2 separate regions of the Macaca mulatta genome follow, and region 2 is linked to region 1. A link is a contact called in public Hi-C data. All regions are on one chromosome and are shown on one strand. The core of a region is the stretch at or near the end of the contact, and the rest is flanking DNA. Distances in the headings are between cores, read along the strand shown. Region 1 holds the start of SIDT2 (SID1 transmembrane family member 2). Region 2 holds the start of RNF214 (ring finger protein 214).

Region 1 (4,448 bases), core at 850-3,349:
TCACCCCTGTAATCCCAGCACTTTGGGAAGCCGAGGGGGGTAGATCACCTGAGGTCAGGAGTTTGAGATCAGCCTGACCAATATGGTGAAACCCCGTCTTTACTAAAAATGCAAAAAATTAGCAGGGTGTGATGGTGGGTGCCTGTAGTCCCAGCTACGTGGGAGGCTGAGGCAGGAGAATCGCTTGAACTCAGGAGGCGGAGGTTGCAGTGAGCTGAGATCACACCACTGTACTCCAGCCTGGGCGACAGAGTGAGACTCCATCTCAAAAAAAAAAAAAAGTCTAATTTGTCTTACAAATGCAATATATGTGTCCGGGCACGGTGACTCATGCCTGCAATCCCACCACTTTTGGGAGACCGAGGTGGGTGGATCACCTGAGGTCAGGAGTTTGAGAGCAGCCTGGCCAATATGGTGAAACCCTATCTCTACCAAAACCAGAAATTAGCTGGGTGTGGTGGCACATGCGTGTAATCCGAGCCACTCGGGAGACTGAGGCAGGAGAATTGCCTGAACCCAGGAGGCAGAGGTTGCAAGGAGCTGAGATTGTGCCACTGCACTCCAACCTGGGTGACAGAGCGAGACCCTGTCCCCCACCCGCAAAAAAAAGCAATATATGTACATTGTAGAACACTTGTAAATTTTTTTAAATATAAAAAATTTAAGAACCACTCACAATCCATTAGTTTTTATTTTTTGGTACTATTCTATATTTTTAGAGTTAAAGGAAAATGATATACAATATGTTATTTTTTAAATTGTAGTTCAAAGGTAACTTGCTAAATTTTATTTTTAAATTTTGCCCTGCTTTCTGGAGACATTGATAAATTTTTAGTACAATTTTTTTTTTCTATTTTTCTATGCATGTCTATATGTATTTGGAACATATACTCTTTTATTTATTTTTGAGACGGAGTCTCTCTGTCGCAGCCAAGGCTGGAGTGCAGTGGCACAATCTCAGCTCACTGCAACCTCTGCCTCCTAGAGTTAAGTGATTCTCCTGCCTCAGCCGCCCCAGTAGCTGGGATTACAGGCACGCGCCACCACGCCCCGCTAATTTTGTATTTTTATAGTAGAGATAGGGGTCACCATGTTGACCATGGCTGGTCTTGAACTCCTGACCTCAAGTGATCTACTCGTCTTGGCCTCCCAAAGTGTTGGGATTACACGCATGAGCCACGGCACCTGGCCCTATATACTATTTAGTGTCATATCTGAATTCTCTGCTTACATGTCCTTTGAAGTCTTAAGCATCATTTTTGATGCCTTCATGATAGTGCATTTAACCAATCCCTCGTTATGGATTCCAAGTTGTTTCCTTTTTGCTTTATATTATAAATATCACAGTGATAAGCGTAGCTGCCCACGTATTTTTATCTGTGCTTCCTATTTCCTTAGGATAGAGTCCAGAAGTGGAATTACTGGATCAAAGGGTATAAAGCTCTCTAAGTTTCTTGAAACAGTGCCAAAATATTTTGTAGAAAAGTTTTCACCATTTTACACTGAAGGTCAGTATCTTTCAATGAGCTTTGTAACTGCCCCTGAGAGAAGAGGGGAAACAGCCCCAGCCCAGCAAGCTTGGGAAGCTCGGAAGGCCGTCCCTGCAGCTGTGTGGCCCCTCCAGAGGGAGGTGGGAGAGGCATGGGGATTCCTCTTGCAGTGCTGCCTCCGTTTCCCCTCCGCCGGTAGGGCTACCGTCCTGTTTCCTAATCCTTTGAGTTCATTTTTTAAGATCCCTGGAGAAACAATGGCCCAGGGATGGACGATGTTAGTTGTAAAGGTGGTGCGGCGCGGGGAGGGGGGAATCCTTATGTTTGAGCAAAGGTAGGAGTTGTTCAACAAGAACCCAACACTTGGAGATCCTTAACAGAAACATCTGCCTATTCCAACATGAGTTTCAGAGATGGTGAGAATAACGGGAGAGAGCTGGGTAGGAGTTGTAGAAGGCATTGCAGGCTTTCCCCTCCAGCTAGACAGCTGCAGCCCCTTTAAGGACAAATGCGGGACCTGGTCCTTTAAATCTGTGTCAGTTTCCCCTGACGTCAGCGGGCGGGCCAGCAGCCCTGCTGTTTATCGCCCAGCGGCGCAGCTCACTTTCCAGTGTTTGTGCGTCGGGGCGGCGCGTCCGCCCGCCCTTAAAGGGCCCTCACCTCGGAAAACTCGCAGCCCAGCACGGCGTCGGGTCGCTACCACCTATCGCGCCCCTCACCCCGCGACTCGCCTCCCTCAGCGGCCAGCCCCCGCCGCCTGCTCTTCCTCCCTCCCTTTTCCCGGCGTCTCCGGGCTCCCGGCAACCAGCCGTCCTCCTCCTCACGGCCCTGGCCCGGGGCTCCAAGGTCTCAGGCCGTACTCAGCCCCCTCGCGAGCTGGGACCCCTGCCCATAGCCCGCATCCCCTCCCTCCCCGCCCCCTCCCGGCCGCCCCCTCCCCTGCGGGGACCCTGGGAGCCTCTCCGCGGCTCTTGGGAGGGGACATTTCCTAATCTCAGGCCAGGGTTAAAGTTCTGGTCCTGGTGAGATGCTGGAAGCTGCGGCCGCAGCCGCAACCCGTCCCGGAGGTGTCCTGTCGCCTGTCGCCTTCGCCGCCGCCACCACCGCTGCCACTGCCGCCCTGCCGGGGCCATGTTCGCTCTGGGCTTGCCCTTCTTGGTGTTCTTGGTGGCCTCGGTCGAGAGCTATCTGGGGGTTCTGGGGCCCAAGAACGTCTCGCAGAAAGACGCCGAGTTTGAGCGCACCTACGTGGACGAGGTCAACAGCGAGCTGGTCAACATCTACACCTTCAACCATACTGTGACCCGCAACCGGGTGAGGGCTGGGGGCTGGGAGGTCAGAGGCGAGTGGGGGAGCCGACGAGGGCTAGGAGATTGTGTCACCCCGCTACTCTTTTGGGAGGCCCCATGAACGAGCCGCCCTGCTGGGTTCCCAGTTCCCAGAACCACACTGGAGCCTCTTGACCAGTCCTCCTTCCTTTGCCACCAGTGTTTCTCTGAAGCTCCAGCTGGGCAGTTTTTGAAGTTGGCTCATTCCCATCTTCTCTTCCACCCCCATTCTTCCATCAGTTGTGGTCTGAGCACACATGGTTTGCTCTCTACCCTAAACCCCAGAATCTGACAGCTCTGTGGGGTCTGGGTGGGAGAGGAAACAGGCTTATTACTGGGCTTACCCAGAAAACCTCAAGGGAATGAGACACCCAGAACTGAAAAGCTCTGTGCAGGCAAATTACATCTGAAACTCCCCAGGGAGATGAATGCAGGGCTTCCCAGCCCTCTTCCTGCCTGGGAGAGCCAGCTGGCCTTGTAAATTGAGGGTGACAGAGCTTTTATAAGGCCAACTGTAAGTTGGGTGGGAAGAGAAGGGGAATTTGTCCACTGTGAAAAATCCACTTCACCCTGACTTCTCTTTGGTTTCTTCTCTAGCTGTGAGTCCCTGAGTTGAAATAGACACAGCTAGTGTGGGAAGTCTAGACCCCAGCTGAGATTGGGAGAATTCTTGCAACCTGGCTGTGTGGTCTTGTGCCCGGGTCTCTTGCTCTCTTGAGAATGGGGAAACTGATTTTTTTTTCAGAACAGGGAGTGGTTTGATTTCTATGGCAGGCCAGGATGTGCCCCCAGCGCCTGATTCTCTGAAGTTTGATCTCTTTCTGCTTAGAGTCTTTTCTTCCTTTTTTCCCATATCTAAAGGCACTGGAGAGCAGTGGTTTTTACTCTCTTGGGAAATGCTGCCCTAGGGCTTGGGTTTCAGCAGCCCAATAACAAGCATTCAAAGATGGATTTAGTTTTATTTTTCCTTTAAGCTCCCGTTGTTTATATATGCTCCTTCATAGCTCCAAGGGTGAAGATCACTTTATCTTTTTTGTTTTTATTTTTATTTTTGAGACCAGTCTCACACTCTGTTGCCCAGGCTGAAGTACAGTGGTGTGATCTCAGCTCACTGCAACCTCCACCTTCTGGGTTCAAGTGATTCTCCTGCCTCAGCCTCCCACATAGTTGAGATTACAGGTGCCTGCCACCACACCCAGCTAATTTTTATATTTTTAATAGAGATGGGGCTTCACCATGTTGGCTAAGCTGGTCTCGAACTCCTGACCTCAGGTGATCCTCCTGCCTGGGCCTCCCAAAGTGCTACAGGCGTGAGCCACCGCACCTGGCTGTCATCTTATAGAGGGAGAAGTTGAGGCTTAGAGAAGTAAAGTGATTTCTCCACAGCCCTGTCCCTTGGTGGGAGCTAAGGATACAACATGGCCTTCAATACCTACCCCTCCTCTGGGCTCTGGCCCCAGGTTAGTTGTTAACTAGAGCTTCCTGCTGGCTTCCTGGCTCACAAGGAAGGTTGAGGAGCACTTCTTGCTCTCCTGTGTCTTCATGTGTGTTTGGGGGTGTGTACACGTGTGTGTGTGCAGGCCTGTGCATCCTATGCACATGGATAGAAATGGGGTATCCTGGAGACTCC
Region 2 (4,448 bases), core at 1,084-3,583, 54 kb after region 1:
AGGCCCAGGGGGGCATCCAAGTGTGGCACTTTCTGCCTCCCCTTCGGCATCAGAGCAGCGGACTGCAGACAGAGAAAAAGGATGTGGAAGAGATTAAAGAGTTGGTAACTGCAGGAATCTGAGAGGGAGATGCTGAGCCATCCACGCGTTCCCCCTGGAAGTCCCCAAGCCATGCCTTTTAAATTATGAAACATCTGATCCTCTCTTTCTGTTCACATTTATCCCTGACCAGCAGGGATAAGCCCCCAGGTGGAGTGTGGACCAGCACTAACGCCAGCGGATGGCCTCCCACAGCAAGACAGCCAATCCTCACGACACCAGCTAATCCAGCAGGAGGTCCGGTTGCCCACAGGCACTGCACCCGTCCCCTGTTGCCACCCACGGGGCTCAAAGCACACATCGCTCCCACAAACTACTGGCTGCATTCGTGACTGTTCTTTAGGACAGACAACCTCCTCACCCCTACATTTAGAGGGGACATAAATCTTTCCCTAGCTGCCTCCTCAGTCCAGTTGTCCTCAAGGCTAATTCCCCATAACAGGGCCCCGTGCCCACCTGGACTCTACATGAGGTTGAGCTCCTGGTCTGGCTAACCACGCCACACTCATGTTGTGCAAATGGAGAAAAGGCATCACTTTCACTGTGAGTAGTGTTGACTCAGCAAAGGCTACAGACCTGTGGGGCCCAAGAACAGAAGAAACAGCGTCCCACCAATCCCAGTGCGACCAGCAAAGGTTAGATCAACTCCAGGACCAGGGACCAGAGAAACTTAGTTGTCATTTTCAAAGATCTAAAACTGGTCATAGACTGGCGCAGAACTGGTACGGTGAGGCCAAATCAGTATAACACCCAGAAACCCCACTTCCTGTGCTATCATGCCACCCTCTTTTCATTTTTTTCCCTAGAGGCCTAGCAAAAAACTGTTACCAAAATGCCTCCCGAAAGAGTAGGTAATAACGTCCTAGAAGTCCAGGTGGTAGTGAACTTCCTGATTTGTCTACCTCAGAAGGATATCAGGGAAAGTGAAAGGAGGGAGGAGGCCGGGGCGAAACAGGGGGAAGCCAGAGAGTGCAAACAAAACAGAACAGGCACCAAGGACAAGCAGGCAACCAGGAGAGAAGGAATGACGAGGGAACCTCACTAAGCAGCTACCCCTGTGCTGAGCTCAGGAGGCTGGCTTCAAGGAGAGGACTCAGGCTCCAGACTGGACCTCCAATTGCCTGGGTTTGACAGAACCAGGGAATTGGTCTTAGGAGCCCTCAAAGGAAAAAAGAGCCAAGTAAGAACTGGGGGACAGACAAATGGGGTGACAAGACGTGTGTGTACCTACGGTGGCTAGGCTTCTTCAAAAGCCTTTGTTCTCCACTGAGTCCACCCTGGGGCAGGGCTTAGTACTCAGACACACACCCAAGCAGCTCTACGTCAAAGCATTCCAGAAAAATGGGAATTTTACTGAAAGACTTCCTGGAAAGGGAAAGGAGAACTTATGCCACCTCTCCTTTCCCTCTAAAAATCTTCATACTATATTTCTTCCTCTCTTTTTCTCTTAGGTTTCCAGGTGTATTCCCTCTCAATCCCTCCCTGCCCCGGGAGCCTCAATTCTCCCAAGATATTTAGGTGTCTGCAAACTCTACTAAGTAAACAAACAAACAAACAAACAAAACCCTTGTTAGCCAGACAGTGGCCCCTCTAGGCAGGCTCCTTCAGACTCAGAGGATCCCACCACAGATGTCCGGAAGAAAGAGAAGCATGAGCTCCTTCTGTCTCCCAGTGGCAGAGCAGCATTTTTATCCCCCAGGCTTCCGGGAAAGGAACCTTAAATGCCCTCTGAAAGCAGGTCTCAACCTCTCCCAAGGGCTAGGCCTCTCTTTACAGCTCTTAGTTGACAAGGAAGAAGAGAATGGGCAGCCCAGAGTCCAAGATCCTGCTCCCAAGTGACTGTCCTCGCTGTTCTACACCCGGCTCCTAGAAGCCAGCTTGGGTACAGGATCAGTTTCCCGATTCCCCCTCCATCGGCCTCGATCGCTTCGTGCAATGTGCCCCCTCTCCTCATTAGCACCCACATTATCCTGGAATCCTGGACCCTGGGGCCCCATCTTCCTGGGGTCCCCCACGTCAGGACCTCAGGCACCCTCTGTGCAGCTCCCTCATCCTCAGACGCCGGTTCCCCCCACTTCTGGGCCCCCCTGACTTCCCAGGTCCAGCCCCACACCTAGTTCCCAACTCACCGGCCCGGCCGCAGCTGCCGCCGCCTCCCTGCGGAAACTCGCGGCTTCCCGGGAGCCGGAGGAGCAGTGACAGCAGCATCACTTCCGCCCGCGGCGCAGCCAATCAGCGCGGCGCCTGCGGCCCAGCGACCCCACGGGCCCCAGCAACCGGCGCCCGGGGTCCGGCTCCAGCGGGCGGCCTCCGCAGGCAGGGGCCGTGCGGGCGCTGGGGGCCGAACCCGCGGGCTCCGCCTCCCCGAGTCCTCGGGGCATCTTCCACATAGTCCCTCTTCAGAAGGTTCTCCTTCATGGCGTCCTCTGTAAAGGGCATTTCTGTTCCGACCTTTAAAATCCCCTAGTTGCTTTTCTCCCTCTGACCGCCATGGCCCCGACTGTCCCTGTAATCTTTCCAGAGGGGATCCTGCCCCGCCAGGTCGCCTTCCTTCTCGCAGTCGGCTCTCCCTTCTTCCCTGCGCCCCGGGAGTCCACCTGTATCTCAGGGGTCTCCTGCAGCATCCCCGTGCCCCGGCGGCGCCAGCTCTCGCCGCCAGAGGGCGCTGTCGGGGGCGGCGCGGCGCTACCGCGGCCTCTCCTCTCGCGGCCGGAGGCTCGCCCCCTCCGCTCGTGCCGCCGGAAGTGGGAGGTGCCGCGCGCGGGCCGGCGCTCGACCCCTCCCCCCGTGGCTCGGCCGCCCCCTCCCCCCGCTCCGCCCGCTCAGGTGCGTCCCGTCCCTCCCCCACTTTCTTCCCGGGGGCGCGGCGCGGGAGGTGTGTGAGGGGCGAGCGTGGGTGGGGGTTGCGGGGCGAGGGCCGGGGAGGGGGGCCGGGTGGGGGGCGTGGAGGGTGCTGTGAGAACCGAGGCGGGGGTCCCGGCCTAGAAGTGGGACGGGGGGGCTGGCAGTGGGGTGGGGGGGCCAAGGGAAAGGGGTGGAGGGGGGCTGGTCCGAGGCAGCGGCCAGCCTAGCAGCCCCCTGTGGAGGGTGGCCAAGGCCACCCAGCGCCGTTTCCCCCCATTGTCCTCTTCCCGTCTGTCCCCTGTTCTCGCCCGAGGACCCGTGGCTCCGGCGCCTCCGCTTCGCTGGTGGTCGCCCCGGGTTGCGGAGTTCTTTTTGGTACACTCGACCCTCCAGCCAGCTGTTCCGACCCGCGCCACGGGCTCTCTAGCCGCGGAGTTGCATGCATGACCCTTATCCTGGGGTTTCGTTCACCGGGCGCAGAGGACCCCCCAGCCCTGGGCTCCTTGGGGACGGGATGTTTGCACCTGAGGGAGCAGCAGTGGCGATTTGGGGCCCATTTTCTCCCAGGAGCTTTGTATAATGAGGGAAACAGAGGCACAGGGTCTGTGGGCTGTGACTGAGGTGTTGACACAGCCCCATCTGCCTGTCTACCCCGCGCGCTCTTCAGTGTTCCGGGGGCAATACCTGTGATGCTGTTAAAATAAAAGCAAGAATGCAAACTAACCCTACGTTCACCCCCACCTCCCAAGTATTTTGATTTTCTTTTCTCCTCATAAGGTCATAAGTTTGCTCTGCAGCATAGAAGATGACCTTTTGATTTTTAAAAAAGGCATCCGTCCCAGTTCCCTTACTTATGTTACCATGTTTTTCACCTTGTCATTTTCAAGCTAGAGAACCCAGGATTCTTTTTTGCACCACTAGTCACTCTGAAGAGTCTGTACTTTTCTCTGATAGTGGGTATCAGGCCTTTCCCATCTGTGGGGAGCACACTGACAGTAAAAGATGCACCCTGGATTGCCCAGTATTGCATTACTTGTTCGCTTACAGGCAAGTGCCTCCAAAAACTTCACTTAAATTAGTGGAGAATGCTTTGAATGTAACAGCCATAAAGTGATTTAAAAACATGAGATCTGATTGATACTAGTCCGAAAAGTACATCTTTTATTATAAATGATAGTAGACAAGGTAGGCTTGGGACCACTTGGAAGATCCTGGCAGACTAAGTTCTATTGTTTGAAATGACTACATTTCTGCCAAAAGTGAAAATTAAGATCTTTGCACAGACTCCGAGATATTTATGTAAATACAGTGACTCTTGAGGATTGTTGCCCGCTAGGACTTTGTATACAATGTCTCTTTTAATACTCTTAAGTATTTTCTCCCGGAGCCCAGGTTTTTGTATTTCTTTACTGCAACAGCTCTGTTGTGTGGACATTCTGAGGGGGGAGAGATACATTTGTTTTAAACTTTGGAAACTTGTAGCCTGTAATTTGTTTCTGAATGTA

What was found. Hi-C and Micro-C count contacts between places; a contact is called where the count stands out from the background.
Region 2: a contact with region 1 is called in a Hi-C map of blood, with 2.5 times the contacts expected there. The contact joins the promoter of RNF214 here to the promoter of SIDT2 in region 1. A contact is called at or near these places in 3 of 14 Hi-C or Micro-C datasets (blood, cortical neurons and liver).

Annotation. Positions count from the first base shown.
Region 1 is chr14:117,853,160-117,857,607 of T2T-MMU8v2.0, forward strand. SIDT2 (SID1 transmembrane family member 2) reads left to right here and starts at 2,100. Exons shown (of 26, transcript XM_028834017.2): 1 at 2,100-2,804. The coding sequence starts at 2,622.
Region 2 is chr14:117,907,398-117,911,845 of T2T-MMU8v2.0, forward strand. RNF214 (ring finger protein 214) reads left to right here and starts at 2,334. Exons shown (of 15, transcript XM_015115777.3): 1 at 2,334-2,925. The coding sequence starts at 2,590. PCSK7 (proprotein convertase subtilisin/kexin type 7) reads right to left here and starts at 2,302. Exons shown (of 15, transcript XR_013404314.1): 1 at 2,229-2,302; 2 at 1-62.